Regions from separate parts of the Danio rerio genome. Here region 1 is linked to region 2. A link is a contact called in public Hi-C data. All regions are on one chromosome and are shown on one strand. Each heading gives the region's core, a stretch centred on a gene start, on an enhancer-like site or on the middle of the called end of the contact. The rest is flanking DNA. Distances are from core to core; before and after follow the strand shown. Region 1 holds the start of fbxl14b (F-box and leucine-rich repeat protein 14b). Region 2 overlaps wnt5b (wingless-type MMTV integration site family, member 5b).

What was found. A called contact is a pair of places that touch in the nucleus more often than the background predicts.
Region 1: a Hi-C map of skeletal muscle shows a contact between it and region 2, with 1.8 times the contacts expected there. The contact joins the promoter of fbxl14b here to the enhancer-like site in region 2. A contact is called at or near these places in 4 of 18 Hi-C or Micro-C datasets (embryo and skeletal muscle) and 3 of 4 datasets of contacts at active chromatin or transcription factors (caudal fin, embryo and gastrula embryo).

What each region holds. Positions count from the first base shown.
Region 1 is chr4:9,108,399-9,115,843 of GRCz12tu, forward strand. fbxl14b (F-box and leucine-rich repeat protein 14b) reads right to left here and starts at 2,654. Exons shown (of 1, transcript NM_001015043.2): 1 at 1,185-2,654. The coding sequence starts at 2,429. The coding sequence ends at 1,227. The region is part of intron 3 of wnt5b (wingless-type MMTV integration site family, member 5b); the gene reads left to right.
Region 2 is chr4:9,051,207-9,058,305 of GRCz12tu, forward strand. The region is part of intron 1 of wnt5b (wingless-type MMTV integration site family, member 5b); the gene reads left to right. Among named protein-coding and RNA genes, the nearest start is that of wnt5b, 23 kb to the left of the region's middle. Within about 2 kb of position 3,860, at least 22 of the 62 cell types and tissues checked have an H3K27ac peak or open chromatin away from gene starts, as enhancers often do. A contact at or near this core is called in skeletal muscle, where this site is marked.

The DNA.
Region 1 (7,445 bases), core at 1,404-3,903, 56 kb after region 2:
AAATTCAATCGGCTCTTTTATTTATATAAATATCAACTTTAATGTTTTTACTGTAAGAATATAAAACATTTTAATTTGGGATTCTTTTTACAAATACATTTACAGTACATTAGAACACAGTAGCTTCTCAGCAGGACTCAATACATGTTGCAGGTCGATACATCATGGTACATATATAGGCCTGACATGCATTTTTGCGTGTTACCCTCGTTTTCACCATGTTTCTTCTATGTAAAGTTGAATATCCATGTATTTAAAACAGACAGATTGTTTTATAACACGATGCGCCCTGTTTCAGCCCTGTGAAGAGGCAAACAAGGTGTCAGTTAATTGCAAACAGGGTTGTTGTTGTTGTTTTTTTTCAGGGACAAAAATTCACTTCAATTTGAAGTACAACGCTCTGAATAACAGCCATTAATTAATATCTGCTTACATAAGCATAAATACATCAGCAGAGGGAACCTCTTATTCAAAGCAGGAATTAAAGGCTTTCAGGCCTGTAAAATTGAGCACAAACTAAGAGATTGGAAATATAAAAGCTTTAGTGTACAAACCCAGTATTTGCATAAGGGTAGTTGACAAATGTTCATGGAATTTTCTTCATTCGAGATTTTAGTCCTCATTTATTTTTTTTTTAATCTACTTCACTTTTAATGGTCATGTGATGCATTTTAATGCAAGTATTGCATGTAGTCTCTCGGCTAATTTAGGATCACAAAGAAATGGCATGTTTAATAATGAAGAACTAAAACGTCTTAAGGTGAACAACTGTCACATCTGCTTGAAATGTGATGTCAACTACCCATAGACTTGTTTGAAAGTCCTTCTGTTGGCTATATGAAGGAAGGGAAATAAAAAGGTAGTCTGAACCCATCCTTTCTTTCAGTCTTTTTGCTTTCCTTAAGCCAAAGACGAGATAAAGGGGGAGGGGATTGTTTTTCTAGGCACAAATTCTCATTCTTTTTAAGAATAACATTATAATACATCTAACGAGGTAGTAGCCAAAATATCGCGATAGTCGGGGAGGGGGAGGTTTAATATTGCGTTTTGTTAACAAAAACAACTTTTGTGTGTGTGTGTGTGTGTGTTAATAGCAATAACTGACACATGTATCACATTCAGCATTTAAGCCTCTTTTTATGTACTTTGCTCTATTGAAATCCACCCATCCCCCTCCCGCCCTCCTTCTCCTCCGTCCCTCCCTCCCTCCAGAAACCCCCCAAGTTTCACCTCACTTTCTCACTTTCAGTCATCTGCCAAAGGCCCAGGTTCAAAACTTTAAGGCAGGGGAGCTGCGTGATCCTCTCCAGTCCCCTCTTAGTGATTTTCGTACATCCATACAGATCGATGCCGGTCAGTTGCGTCAAGTGGTCTGCGATCAGCTCCAGTCCTTTGTCTGTAATCCGCACGCACTGGCCGATGTTCAGCGTCCTCAGCTCGTGCATTTGGCGCACCATCCTGTTGATGCCATCGTCGCTGATGTGGCACGAGCACAGCGACAGCGACTTGAGCTGGTACAGGCCCTGCGCGATATAAGCCAGGCTCTGGTCGCCTATCTTGTCGCAAAACGACACGTCGAGTCCGGAGAGTCTCAGCGTGCCCATGGCGAGGTGCATGATGCCCGTGTCGCTGATGTTGTCGCACGAACGCAGATTAAGGCTCCACAGGCTCGTCATGTGAGAGAGGTGGATCATGCCAGCGTCCGAGATGCCACCACAGAAACTCAGGTTGAGCACTTTCAGCTTGGTCAGGCCTTTTGAAATGTGCTTAAGGGACAAGTCCGTCAACTTCTGGCAGTCCTGCAAGGTCAGGTATTCCAGGCTGAGGCAGCCCTCCGCCGCGCTCCGGGTCATGCCGGCTAGGTGCCCGATGCCCACGTCCGACACATGCCGGCAGCTCCGCAGATTAAGACTTTTGAGTCTGTGCAAACCCCACGCGATGAGCAACAAGCCCGTGTTCGTGATGTTACTGCAGCCACCCAGTTCAAGCACCTCCAAGTTTTTGAGATACTGCGCTATTCTGCCCAAACTCGAATCCGTGATCTGCTTGCAAAGGCTCAGATTGAGCACCCTCAGGGAAGGGATCTCTTGCACGAACGCGTGCCCCAGGCCGTTATCCGTTAAGTTGTAGCAGCCGCTCAGATTCAAGCTCTCGATGTTGGGCATCCCCTGGATCACGTAGCTGAGGCTGCGCCGCAGGCTGAGGATCTGCACGCGCCGGATGCCTCGCGCCTGGAGGCTGGGGAACAGAGACGGGTTCGCCCGTCTCAGATGCAGCTTGGCTTCCACCCCCCTCCACACGGACTTGTGGTAGGACGCGTCCCTCCACGCTGTGCACACTTGGGCCACCCTGCCTTTGTCCCTCACGTCCAAGTAGCTGAAAATCATGGCTAAAATCTCCGGGAAGAGACACGAGATGTGCGTCTCCATCTTCCACACGCGCTCAAGAAAACAAACGGCGGCAAACCCCCACCAACGGTCACCGTCGCGGCTCGTAGTCCCCTCCGGAGGAAAAAAAAGGGCTTTCAGAAAGCTCCCCAAGCTTTTCTCTTTACATTTAAGTGTGCAAATCGGCAACTCTCCGTCCCGGGTGATCCTTTCAGTGGCGCAGGAAAGATTCAAATGCAAAAAAATGCCCCCAAAAGACGCTTGATCCGATTCAGACCGACAGCGAGCGGGCGGTCAGGCAGCGCTGCTGCCCGTTTGGCGCTTTGATAATAGTCTTCGCTCGACCCGGGGATCCAGACGGTCGTACATTTTCAAAAGATGTCTAAAACTGCCACAAACCTCGGGAGAAAATAAATTCAGTCCGCTATCAGATAAAAGAGTGAGGTTTCGTTTCGCGTTTGTGCTCCGCTCGCACTCATTGCCAAGCCGAGGGGCTTCCTGCTGCCTTTGTCTGATCTTTTCAAACTGACTTGGCAGGGCCGCCAGCACAGAGCGGCTGCGGGGGAGACGCGCTTATTTAAACCCAGTGGAACAAGGGATAATGTTTAGAAAAAGTATGGAACTAATACAGCCGTTCATGTTATATGTGTAGATTTTATCTTAGCCTGTGATCTGATTTATTCTAAACTGTTCTGAAAGAAATGAGTGTTGTGTATTTTCACAGCCCCCCTTTTTGAAAGCAAAGTGGTTTGGTCCAACTCAGCTGGAACAGTAAGAATAGTTCCCCTGGAAACCAACTTCTTACAATTCAGTTCACTTTACCCTTAACCCTTCAGCGTCCGTGTCAGATGGAGTATTTGTGTTGTTTTTATTACAAGTTTATTTATTTAAAGTTATTTATTTAGTAAAGCTATTATTAGAATGACATTTTCTCTAACTATGTAAATATTATTTAATGTGTGTAAAAAAACTAAAACAAACAGACAATAAAAAAGGCTTGTTGAGAAATGTTTAATAACAATTAAAAAATACATCCAACATAACACAGATCATTACACAACATTGATATTTTATTTTTGGGTTACCTATTTAAATTTACTTTAGTTTTATATTTAATTAAATCATTCTCTTATTTATATCTACACTCTCTTTTTTGCATTGATCTTGCCATTTCTTAATTCTTAAAAACATCAGCTACATGCTTTGTACATTTCTGAAGCCTGTTGGATTATTATCATTAGTTAATCTGTTATAATATGTCAGAAACTGTACTCATACTGCAGTTCACGTCTTTTAAAATAAACATTTCTCCTAACCCTAACAGAAAGCACACAATGTTAAGCTCTATGAAGCTGGCAGAAACGGCGAGCCTTTTTGCCCTGTCAGTCTTACGTAAGGTAGTTTTTATTCCACCTTTTGCATATTTCCCCGTCTTTGGGCCCCAGGCCCCCCTCTGTGGGCTCATTGGCATTGTTAGCTGATATGACGGGAGCATTTGCAGAAGGTACTGGAGTGTAGCAGAAAGAAGGAAGAAAAGCAGCACACACACGTTTGTGTTTACAAAAGAAAATGCAGCACAGCACAACTGACAGCACAAGTCCAACCCTCCCCGCTCCGGCTCTCTGTCTGTCTCGAACCTTCTCTCTACCTCACCACATCTCTCTCTCTCTCTCTCTCTCTCTCTCTCTCTCTCTCTCTCTCTCTCTCTCTCTTGCTCTCTCGCTCTCTCTTTCTCTTCAATAAATGTCACTTTTCTCTATCCTCCTCTTTTTGTTCTCACTCAGTCCGGTTATAATTGTGTAAAGCATAAAATATCTGACACTATTTTTGAAGAGCCTCATTCAGTTCACTTGAATTCAAATGGACGTTAGTTGCCTTAATATATATTTTAAGTCTTATTGTGTGATATATTTACAGGTTCATATTATTTAAGCCAAATAAATTTTTAAATCAGACGGCACGGTGACACAGTGGGTAGAACTGTCGCCTCACAACAAGAGTTTTTCCAGTGGCTTGACGGCGGACTTGAGGCGCAGATATGTGTTGACCATGATGATAGGGTTCAAGTCTTGTGAATAATGGTTCCAGAAAGTGAGTAAAACAAAAATAAAAGACAAATAATAAAATAAATAACTAAATAACAAGGTGAGAATGTGGTAAAATCTGAAAACGTGGAAAAAATCAGGTGAGGACTTCTCTTTTTTGGGTGGGCGGGTCAATCAGTGCTTTTAAAAACACTATTGGTTGGGTTTAGGGAAGGAGGGTCTGTCAGTCAGTCAGTCATTCAGTCAGTCGACATCGGCCTCTGGTGGATTTACGTGAGAACAGCAGGCGCCCACGAGAGAAATTTTAGATCTAAAAAGTGTACACAGCGGTCTCTGGTGGATTCGTGATAAACTGCAAAAAAAACGTAACTTCTGGGATGTATTTGGCGCTCTCCAGAAATGTATATAGCGTTTTTTAGAATAAGCCTGAGTTGAAAAGTATACTTTGAATTAATATAAAGGTATATATATGAACAGTAGGTTCATTTTTAATTCGCTTATATTATTTGCAGTGTTTTATGGTATTGTTCTTTCACCTTATCAAAGCTAGTCATGGGCCGGTAAAGGATTCTGACGGTATGATAACCTTGAACAAAAATATCACGGTTTCACAGTATCACAGTATTGTGCTCACTGCTCTAAAATGTATTCTTTTTAAATGTCTGGGTAAGAAAAATTTTCTTTGAAAATAATATATTTTATTTTCTGAAAGATTTAAAATATCTTAACATGACAGGCTAAATAATTCAAATGAATCACTAAATCACAGCATTTTTGGATATATTTTCTGCTGGAGATACTGTTGTCCTAAGAAACAAAAAAAAAAAAATGTAAATAAAAAATCTTACACATGCCTTGGGAACGGTATTACAAAAAATGTTGCCGTATTTAAAACCTTGACTTTTGCAAACCGTGGTATACCTTGAAAACAGTTATCGTTCCATGTCTAATCAAAGCCAATACTTTTTTCTTTTAGTTTTCATACTTATGAACTACTTTACTTTAAGTAAAGCTCATAGCTCATTGTTTTTGGTTCATGGATTGGACCAAAGAGATACTGAGGGGGGTTGGGGGCGTTGTGAATGTATGTAAAAAATACTTGCAGAATGAGTAGGCGGGCATTAATTCACTCTATTACATACAACGGCAGAGCTATCAAACTCCAATGTTGGATCACAATACAACCTCAGTTAATTCATGTACTAACTCCATACTATTTACTCCTTTTTTCACTGAATATCCTCTTTAACTCCAAAACATGTCTGAGTGCTGGAATAAAAACGCGCCGCGGACGCCATTTGATGTTGACGTCAAGCTGAATTCATGCGCTCTCTCTGACAGACAGGTCTTGGGTTTGTATGGTGGACAGATGAAGGGCTCTGAATGCGCACTGAGCCCCGATGCCCAGCATGTAAGGGGGCGAGAGGTCTGTGACAGCGGCCCCTTTCCCTGGCTCCTCCAGCCGGCCTCACTGCCAGAGAGGAGGGCTGCTCCAGAACTGCACTGCTGTGAGTCAGAGGCTCTCAAAGCAGGCCTGCAGAGCCAAAAGCAGGACTCAAGCTGCTCCTGGAAATAAGCAGAGAGAGAGGGAGGAGGAGGGGACGAGTGAGAAAGGAAAGGGAGGGGCTTGATTTAGATAGCAGGCGAAAGCTAACAATTAATACACACACAGCCTGTACAGTACTGTAGAGCGACGTGCTTTTACACCCCTGAAAAAGTTGCGTAAAATAGAACAAAAGAAATAATATGTGACTTGTTTATTCTCTTTAACATCTTTTATTGACAAAAGTACAAAGAAACATTTATTTCCAATGTGTTCACTGATCTAAAAAGCTGTATTCTGTCAACAGATTTGGACTTTGTTAAGAAAATGTTAAGACAGAAGCTAAAAGTCTGTATAGTTTGGCTTTATCAAATTTTTAGGGATAGTTAAAGGCATAGTTCACCCAAAAAATTAAAATTCTGTCATCATTTACTCGCCATTTACTTGTTACAAACCAGTTTGAGTTTGTGTTTTTTGCTCTGTAGCAGGGGAGCCGCTAGAGGGGGTAAAGTTAGGACGATTCTAAGGGTCCATACATTTAGGGGGGCCCCAGAGACATTATCAAGGGCCTGCACCAATCCCCCCTCACACACACCCACCCATCCATCCCCTGGTTAGCTAAAGGCAAGTAAATGATGGCAGAATTTTCACCCCCCCAAAAAAATGGAAACACCCACATAGCAAAATGTCTCTGGCCCACACTATCAGGTTTTGCTTAGCCCACATGCCGCAGTAAACTACATGATTGGACCAAGTGTGGCATCAATACAAGGGCCAAATATTAACCATATCTTGGCCAAGTCTCTGGCAAGTTAATAACCGATAACTGGGAGTCTGAACTGGGCCAGATATGTTGGTGCGTCATGACTGCAATGAATTTGATAAACCTATGAAGTATTCCATTTTAGATGCTTTTTCTCGAAGAGACCTGATTGAAAATATTTTTTTCTTTACTCAAAAATAATTTACATGTATTTTAAAAGTGGGTCAAGATAGTCTAAACGTACATATAAATATTTATCTGGTCCAAATACTACACTTGATATCTGGCCCAAGTCTTGTGTACTGCCTTAAAGATGGTGCCACCTCTGCCAATCCCAGGCCATGTTTGGCCCACAGGCTGTATGCCAGTGCTAGCTGGACGAACACCTGCCAGCTTTATGCCGAATCTGGGCCAGAAGTCTTTGCTATGTTCACCCTTAAGTGGTTCCTTTAAGAGTTCCTGTTTACTGTTATGTACTATGCTTGAAGCTGGTAAATGTTGACATCCATAGCAAAGAAAAATACAATGAATGCTTAAAACATTCTCTAAATAATTCTCTAAACTCAGACAGGTTTGGAGTTTTTTTTTCTTCATTGAACTGTTCATAAATGAGAAATTCTCAAATTGTACCTACTTTTCCATAATTGCTCTTGCGATTTAACAGTTTATGATCATTCAGACTAAATAGACAAAACTTTGCAATGCAG
Region 2 (7,099 bases), core at 2,610-5,109:
TCTGCCAGCGTGACGGCTTTCTGCTGCAGCTCCATGCCCTCAGGTCCTCTAGTTCAGTCTCTCTCTTTCTATTTCTCTCTCTCTCTCTCTCTCTCTCTCTCTCTCTCTCTCTTATTTTGTCTGAAATACTCGGTAACCCTTTAAAATAATGGTCCATTAGTTAATGTAATTTAATGTATCAACGGATAATAATAAAAATAATTCCTTACATTTATACAGCGCTTTTCTAGACACTCAAAGTGCTTTACACATTGGGGGGAATCCCCTCATCCACCACCATTGTGTAGCAGCCACCTGGATGACACGATTAGTGAAGAGGAGACGATGAAGCCAATTATGATATGGTGATGGACAGAGGATGTTAAAACCGGGGTTAAGCCCCTACTCTTTTTCAAGGACATCCTGGGACGACCTCGGTTTAACGCCTCACCAGAAAGACAGGATAGAATCCCCTTCATTATACTGGGGCTTTATGACCCATACAGACCACAGGTTGAGCGCCTCCTGAAAGTCTCACTACCATCACTTTCCGGCAGCAACCTAGCTTTCTGATGTGGTCTCCCATCCAAGTAATGATCATGTGAGGGTTGCAGAGAGCTAGCTAACATGAACAAATGAATAGTAATGCATTTGATATGTCTTCATTAATGTTAATGTCATGTTAGTTTGTTAACTCGCAGTGTTTTGGCAGGCCCGTAGCCAGCCTATTAAAAGGAGTGGTTCTTTTTTCTCAAAAAGTGGACCTATTTACAGTTATTCAAGGTTTAAATACTGCATTTTAGTGACATTTTAAGCACTAATTTGCGCTGAACTAGCTTGCTATCATTACCACACTTTTTAATGCGACAAAAATACTTCCTCCATTTTTGTCAAAGTGCTTATTATAATATATATATTTTTTGTTTACAAAGATGTATGTTTATTTACAGATGTGCCTTTATATATTATTTAATGAGATTAGAATTTTTTTAAATATGAAAATATGTATTTTTTAATTGCTAATTTATTATCATTCATGATAGAAAACAAACAAACAAACTAACACACAAACAAACAAACAAACAAAAAATGTAACTGTAGCCTATAGGCAAATAACAAACTGGCCAACTCATTGCTCAGGCAAAATTCATTCATTCATTCATTTTCTTTTCATCTTAGTCGCTTTATTAATCTGGGGTTGCCACAGCGGAATGAACCGCCAACTTATCCAGCACGCTTTTACACAGCGGATGCCCTTCCAGCCGCAACCCATCTCTGGGAAAACAGGCAGAATTTGTCCATTTAAATAATAAAAGACTTCTTTTAGTGGTTATTTTATTGGTTATTCGGTAAGACTTTACTTTGATGGTTGCATTGCAACTACATGCCAATTACTTCTCATTTGAGTATTAGTAGACTGTCTGCTTAATAATCTGCTGATTCTGCTCTTTCAACAGACATTTAACTGACTATAAGAAACTTTGCAAGTACATGTCAACTTACACTAACCCTAACCCCAACCTAACAGCCTTCTCATATTGAGAATTAGTTGGCATGTAGATGCAATGTAACTTAAGTTCAACAAAATCTGTTAAAGGGAGCATCAAAATAAAGTAATTTCAGTTATTCTTTTTAAAACCTTCTTCTACTGGTTATTTTCACAATTTAGGATGGGATACTGTCAAAAATGGGACAAATTACCTCATATAGGGCCCCCCCTACGGGCAACGGGCCTGATTAACTAATGTAACAAGCACAACTCTGGATTTTAATAATGCATTAGTAAATGCTGAACTATGATTAATGAATGCTTTACAATGGTATTCATTTGTGATGTTAGTAAATACATGAACTAATGGACTATTATTCTAAAAGATTACCAAATACTGTTTAATGAATGTTATTGTCTTTTTATTTAAATGAATAAATTTCATCCTTTTATTGAATGAGACCTCAAACTCAAAGTTTATCTCTCTCTTTCTCTTTGTGTGCGTGCATTAGAGTGAGAGAGAGCAAGAGAGAGAAAGGACAGTGCTGTGCTATGCATGCCAGTTATAGCCTGGTGTTTGTCAGATTCGTGTGAGAGGAAAGTTGGCAAAGTTTGCGCCTGTGTGTGCCATTGTTTATGTGACATGGCAGTTTGTGTCTCCATATATGAGTGTGTTTGTGTGGAAACTGCAACTTTTCACTTTTCAAGAAGTGAATGATGGCGGAGAGGAAGATGGACACAAGTCATATGTGGTGGGAAATATCGCCCCTCTATGGGAGCTTTGTGCCACTGCACCCCTCACTGCCTGTAGGAAAATACACACAGAGGGTTGATTTCTAAAAAGCTGGAATGCATGAGAAGCGAACGTGTAACACAACTCTCTCTTTGCCGGAGCCAAGATGTCAGACAAAAGATGAAATTATTAGCGAGATGAAAAGCAGTATTGATCGGAGGGCTTTTTCCTCTTTGTCACCGCGTCCCATAGATCTTTGCTCAGATCAGGCTGTGTATCATTGTTTACTTGAAGGATGGAAGGACGATGGAAATGAGTAGAGGAAGTGTAAGCTCTTTTATTGATCCCCGGCGTGAAGGGCTTTAACACCCAGAGAGGCGTCTGCTGCCGAATGACTCATGACTAGAGAGCAAATCCTTCAGATTTATCATTTCTGCGCATATTTACCTCATTACCACATTATGTTGTGTTGGATGGTGCATGTAAACAAGTAGACTGCATCCTGAACAGATTTCACTTCAGCTGTCGGTGTTGTTTGGCGTTTATGAGACTTTTAGATGTTGGATTTAGAGATTAGAGTTCACTGGAAAAAGTACTCACCCTTGTAATGCATTCAGGTCTGTTTTTACTCAGAAAACATGGATAAACGTTTTAAAAAGCATTTTTTTTGTGTGTGTTATAGAAGCAAATATGTGTTTATTTTCACCCAAAAATGTAATTTATTTAACTGTTTGAAGTTTATTAGAGTAAGTTTGGGCTTATATAGCGTAGAAGAAACTAATATTTTATAGAGAATCAGTGATATCACGGTGAAAGACAGTAGATAAAAATATAATGCATGGTAAAAAGATACATATTAAGGTAAAGGTACATATTAATTAGATAAAGGTAAATAAAGGCACATGATAATTTAATATGAACACATGAAGCTGCTGATTAGATGCAATATGGTTTAGTTGAAGAGTATTATTGTAAGAGAGTGGTTCTTCAAGTCCAAACATACATTTAATGTAAAATTACTATATAATTTGTACTTTTTCCTTCTTATCTGCATCTGTATGTTGCTTTGTTAAGTCCGTCTTGCTGATTTATGACTGATTTTGGTCACTTGTCAGCTTGTGGGAAAACAGCTACATCCACATTCAGTGTGCCTCATGGAGACTGGCCACATCAGCTAAAACCATCTAACATCACCAAATCTCTATTTTTCAGCAAGCCAAGTTGTACTCCTTGCATTTCATCTGATTGTTTTCATTCTCTCTCCTCGAAATATGCCAAATCCTTCATTCTCCTTGAAATTATCACCATTATCTCCTGCGCTCTCTCTCTCTATCTATCGTCCTATTCAGCATGGGAAAGATAGAGATGCTGCTGTCAATCATGCTCCCGCAAGGAGTGTTTCATGCACACCAGACTTCAGGGTGATAACTCACTGTCAAGGGAATTGATTTCGGGATCTGTCAGGACGGAGGGCCTTGAATTGTTTCTGATTGCCGTTACTGTCAGGACAGATACCTTGAGCAAGATTAATTCCTTTGTCATTCGTCTTTTTTGCTTCTCAGAGTTTATAAAATGATCTCATGCTGGCAGATGTTCTGGTGTGAGGAGGACAATGGTTTGGCGTGAGAGTTGTTCCTGCAGCTGAGGACAGAGGGCGCTCTCTGCTTTACTTACTGAAAACATGGGGGAGATTTAAGGGGAAGACGGATACACTGAGGAAAAGATCTGCCTGCAGAGGAAACCCAGAGAAAGCAGGCACACAAGGAATGCAACCAGAGTTATCTTCAAATCTGTCCTGATTTAGTGCAGAAAGAGGGAAACAGGGAGAGAGAAAACAAGAGGGACACCACACTTGAATCTTGTGGTGGATTTAACATTTGGATATTATTCTCATACACTGTAAAACCCAACAGTCAGCGTGATCAAATGAAATAAGTGTAGTTAACTTAAAATTGTCTGATAGTTAATGAAAAGAGTTTTGAACTCTTTTTTGAACTCTGAGTTAATTAAATCATTACTTCAACTTAAATGATGTAAGTTTACAGTACTCATAAAGATTAGTTTTTTTTTTTTTTTTTACTCAAATGGCTTGTAGAAATCGGTTTCCTCAAACTGTTTGATTTACCTTAACTTATTGGGTTTTACAATACTCAGTTGGTTTGAGTTCTCTTAATTTATTGGATTTTACTGTGCTCAAATTGCTTTGTTTATAAGAAAAATAGATTAAGTTCACAGTACTCATTAGGATTAGTTTTTAAACTTAAAAGGTTTGTTGAAATTGGTTTCCTTAAATGGTTTGAGTTACCTTAGCTTATTAGATTTAACATTGTATTTGAGTCCATGTGGATTAAAAAAAAGTCATAACTAAATGTTTTTATCAACTTAAAACCATTTAATGTCTGATCAGCAACTTTTCAATACTGAAACAATATCACCTTTGTTACCATGCTGCATTGTTACCATGCTTTTTTTTTCCATTTTATTCATTTTAAACCCATTTTATTTATTTATTTATTTATTTGTTTGTTTGTTTGTTTGTTGTCTGATTTAACAACACCACCAAAATGCCAAAACTGTTGCAAAGAATTTATATATATAAATCATTTAATGAATATTTGCTTAAAATATAATGGGTTGAGAAGTAAAAGTTTATTTAAATTGAATTGTTTGATTTAACCCAATGGGTTTGTTGATTTTTTTTTTTTTGACTCAGCGTTGGGTTTAAACAACCCTGCAGATTTTTGATTGCAGTATGTAATATATAAGAATTGTCAATATCCTGCTGGAATTAAGTTTAAAAGTCCTTTTCATTTTAATTATTGAAAAAAAATTATTAATAAAATTATATATTATATAAAATTAAATATAAAATTATTTAAAAAAAACTGTCAGGATTTATTAAATAAAATAAACATTCGTTTCAAAAAGTAACAGATTAATTTTCTTACATAAGTTTAGCATAAATATTGTTCCCAAAAATATATGTGAAACGGGGGGATACTAAAGATGTTGTTAAGGCTCGGCGTGAAGAAGAAACAAAGTGTGGATCCAAACGCAGCACATAACGAAGATTTAATGAAATGAAGATTAACAAAACTAAGACAAAGCAAAACAAGGTCATGAAACACACCGACATCATAGAAGCAACAAATTAATAATCCACAACAAGAGGGAAACACAGACTAATATATATATATATATATAGAGTCTTGCTAATAATTAGAATATCCACCACATCTCTGTCTGTGTATGTTTGTGTGTGTATTTAAGTTGTTATATCTTTAAAAAAGATAAATATTTATCAGATCTGTAACAAAATTGGTCTTTTTACATATTATTTTAGGGGCAAAAGAAACCAGAAGGTATTATAAGGGGTTATACATCAATGACATACAAATCAGAAATCTGTTAATCAGCAATGCAAGCATGTTAATTTTTTTCAATATTGATCTCAAAATGGCCAAATACCAGCTAATATACTGGCCTATCACTCTCCTTAATGTTGTTTCCTTTCTTGCTCATAGTGTACTAGAGAGGCAGCGGTCTCTGTTGCACAGGCTGAGCTCAGGCAGCATGTGTGCGTGGGGATTTTTGCAGTTTAGTTAATAGTACATATCATATCTGGATTTCACACCAGCGCTCCCCGGGGATCCGGCTACACTCGCTGCAATTAGACTGACAGTGGGCAGGCAGACAGAGCCTCTGAGGAGCCCTAATCAGCCCTGAGAGCTCACTGCGGGACGGAGGGCCAGACCTGAAGAGGGACAGATAGAGTGTTCACTTTAAACCAGCTTCAGCTGTCCTGGCAGCAGATGAAGATAACTTCAGGACGAGAATCCAAAGTTATCATTGCAATGCGGGTTGATCCCTTATATAACAACAAAACAGAATAAATAGCTTTATAAATTTTGCATAATGATTGCATATATTTTATTGCATTTATATATTTTTAAGTATATACAGTAATCTTAAGAAGGTGAGTGTAGTTCAGTTTAAAACATTAAAACTATTTTTTAATGTTACTTAAAATAAATGTTAGTAAAAATAAAAAATAAAAATACAGTTAAATATTCCCCTACTGTGCAATAAACATGTGCAATACTTTCTTATAAGCATCTTGTATGCAGCACCTTATAGAAATATACAAACCAATACTTTCTCATACGCTTTATTACATAGCACCTTATAACCTGTACATATATAATAAATCTGTGCTTACGACTTAATATTTAGATCTTTTTGACTAACTGCATCTCTGTTTAATGTTTATCCTCTTTTTTTCATATGTATTTTGTGTTGTCACTTCATGGAAGCTTCTGTATTCAAAACAAATTGCTTGTGTGAGTGAAGCACACTTGGTAATAAAACTGATTTTGATCCTCAAAGGCAGACTGCAGTAAAATAATGTAAATTTTGCAGCATGGAACTTGATTCATTAATTGTTATTTATACTATTACATCATTATTTTATATTATTTAGTACTTTATGTTTTTGAAAGTGCAAAAACAGTTTGTTCAATGCATGCGCTCTAGGGATTTCCCCACCAATGTCAAGAGCGGGTCTATGCACTTGCAAAAAATACAGGTTGATGTAATGTCAAATGGTTATCACAGAATATACAGATTAAACCTTACATTCACCCCAAATACTCACTCTGATTCAGAAGTTTAAGTTGGAAATTTAAAGCTGGACGGACAAAATTGGTACCGATGGCATTAGGAATTTAAATGATGTAAGTGGCCATCGAAAGGGATTTCAGCCAAGCTCAGAAACGGCCAAAGAGGATTCAAAGCATCTCAGAAACATTGGAGAGGGAATCCAGGGATGAAAAGATTTGAAAGGATTTTGGATATATTAGGCTTTTTTTTGCTGCAATCATTATTTGGAAGAGCAGTTA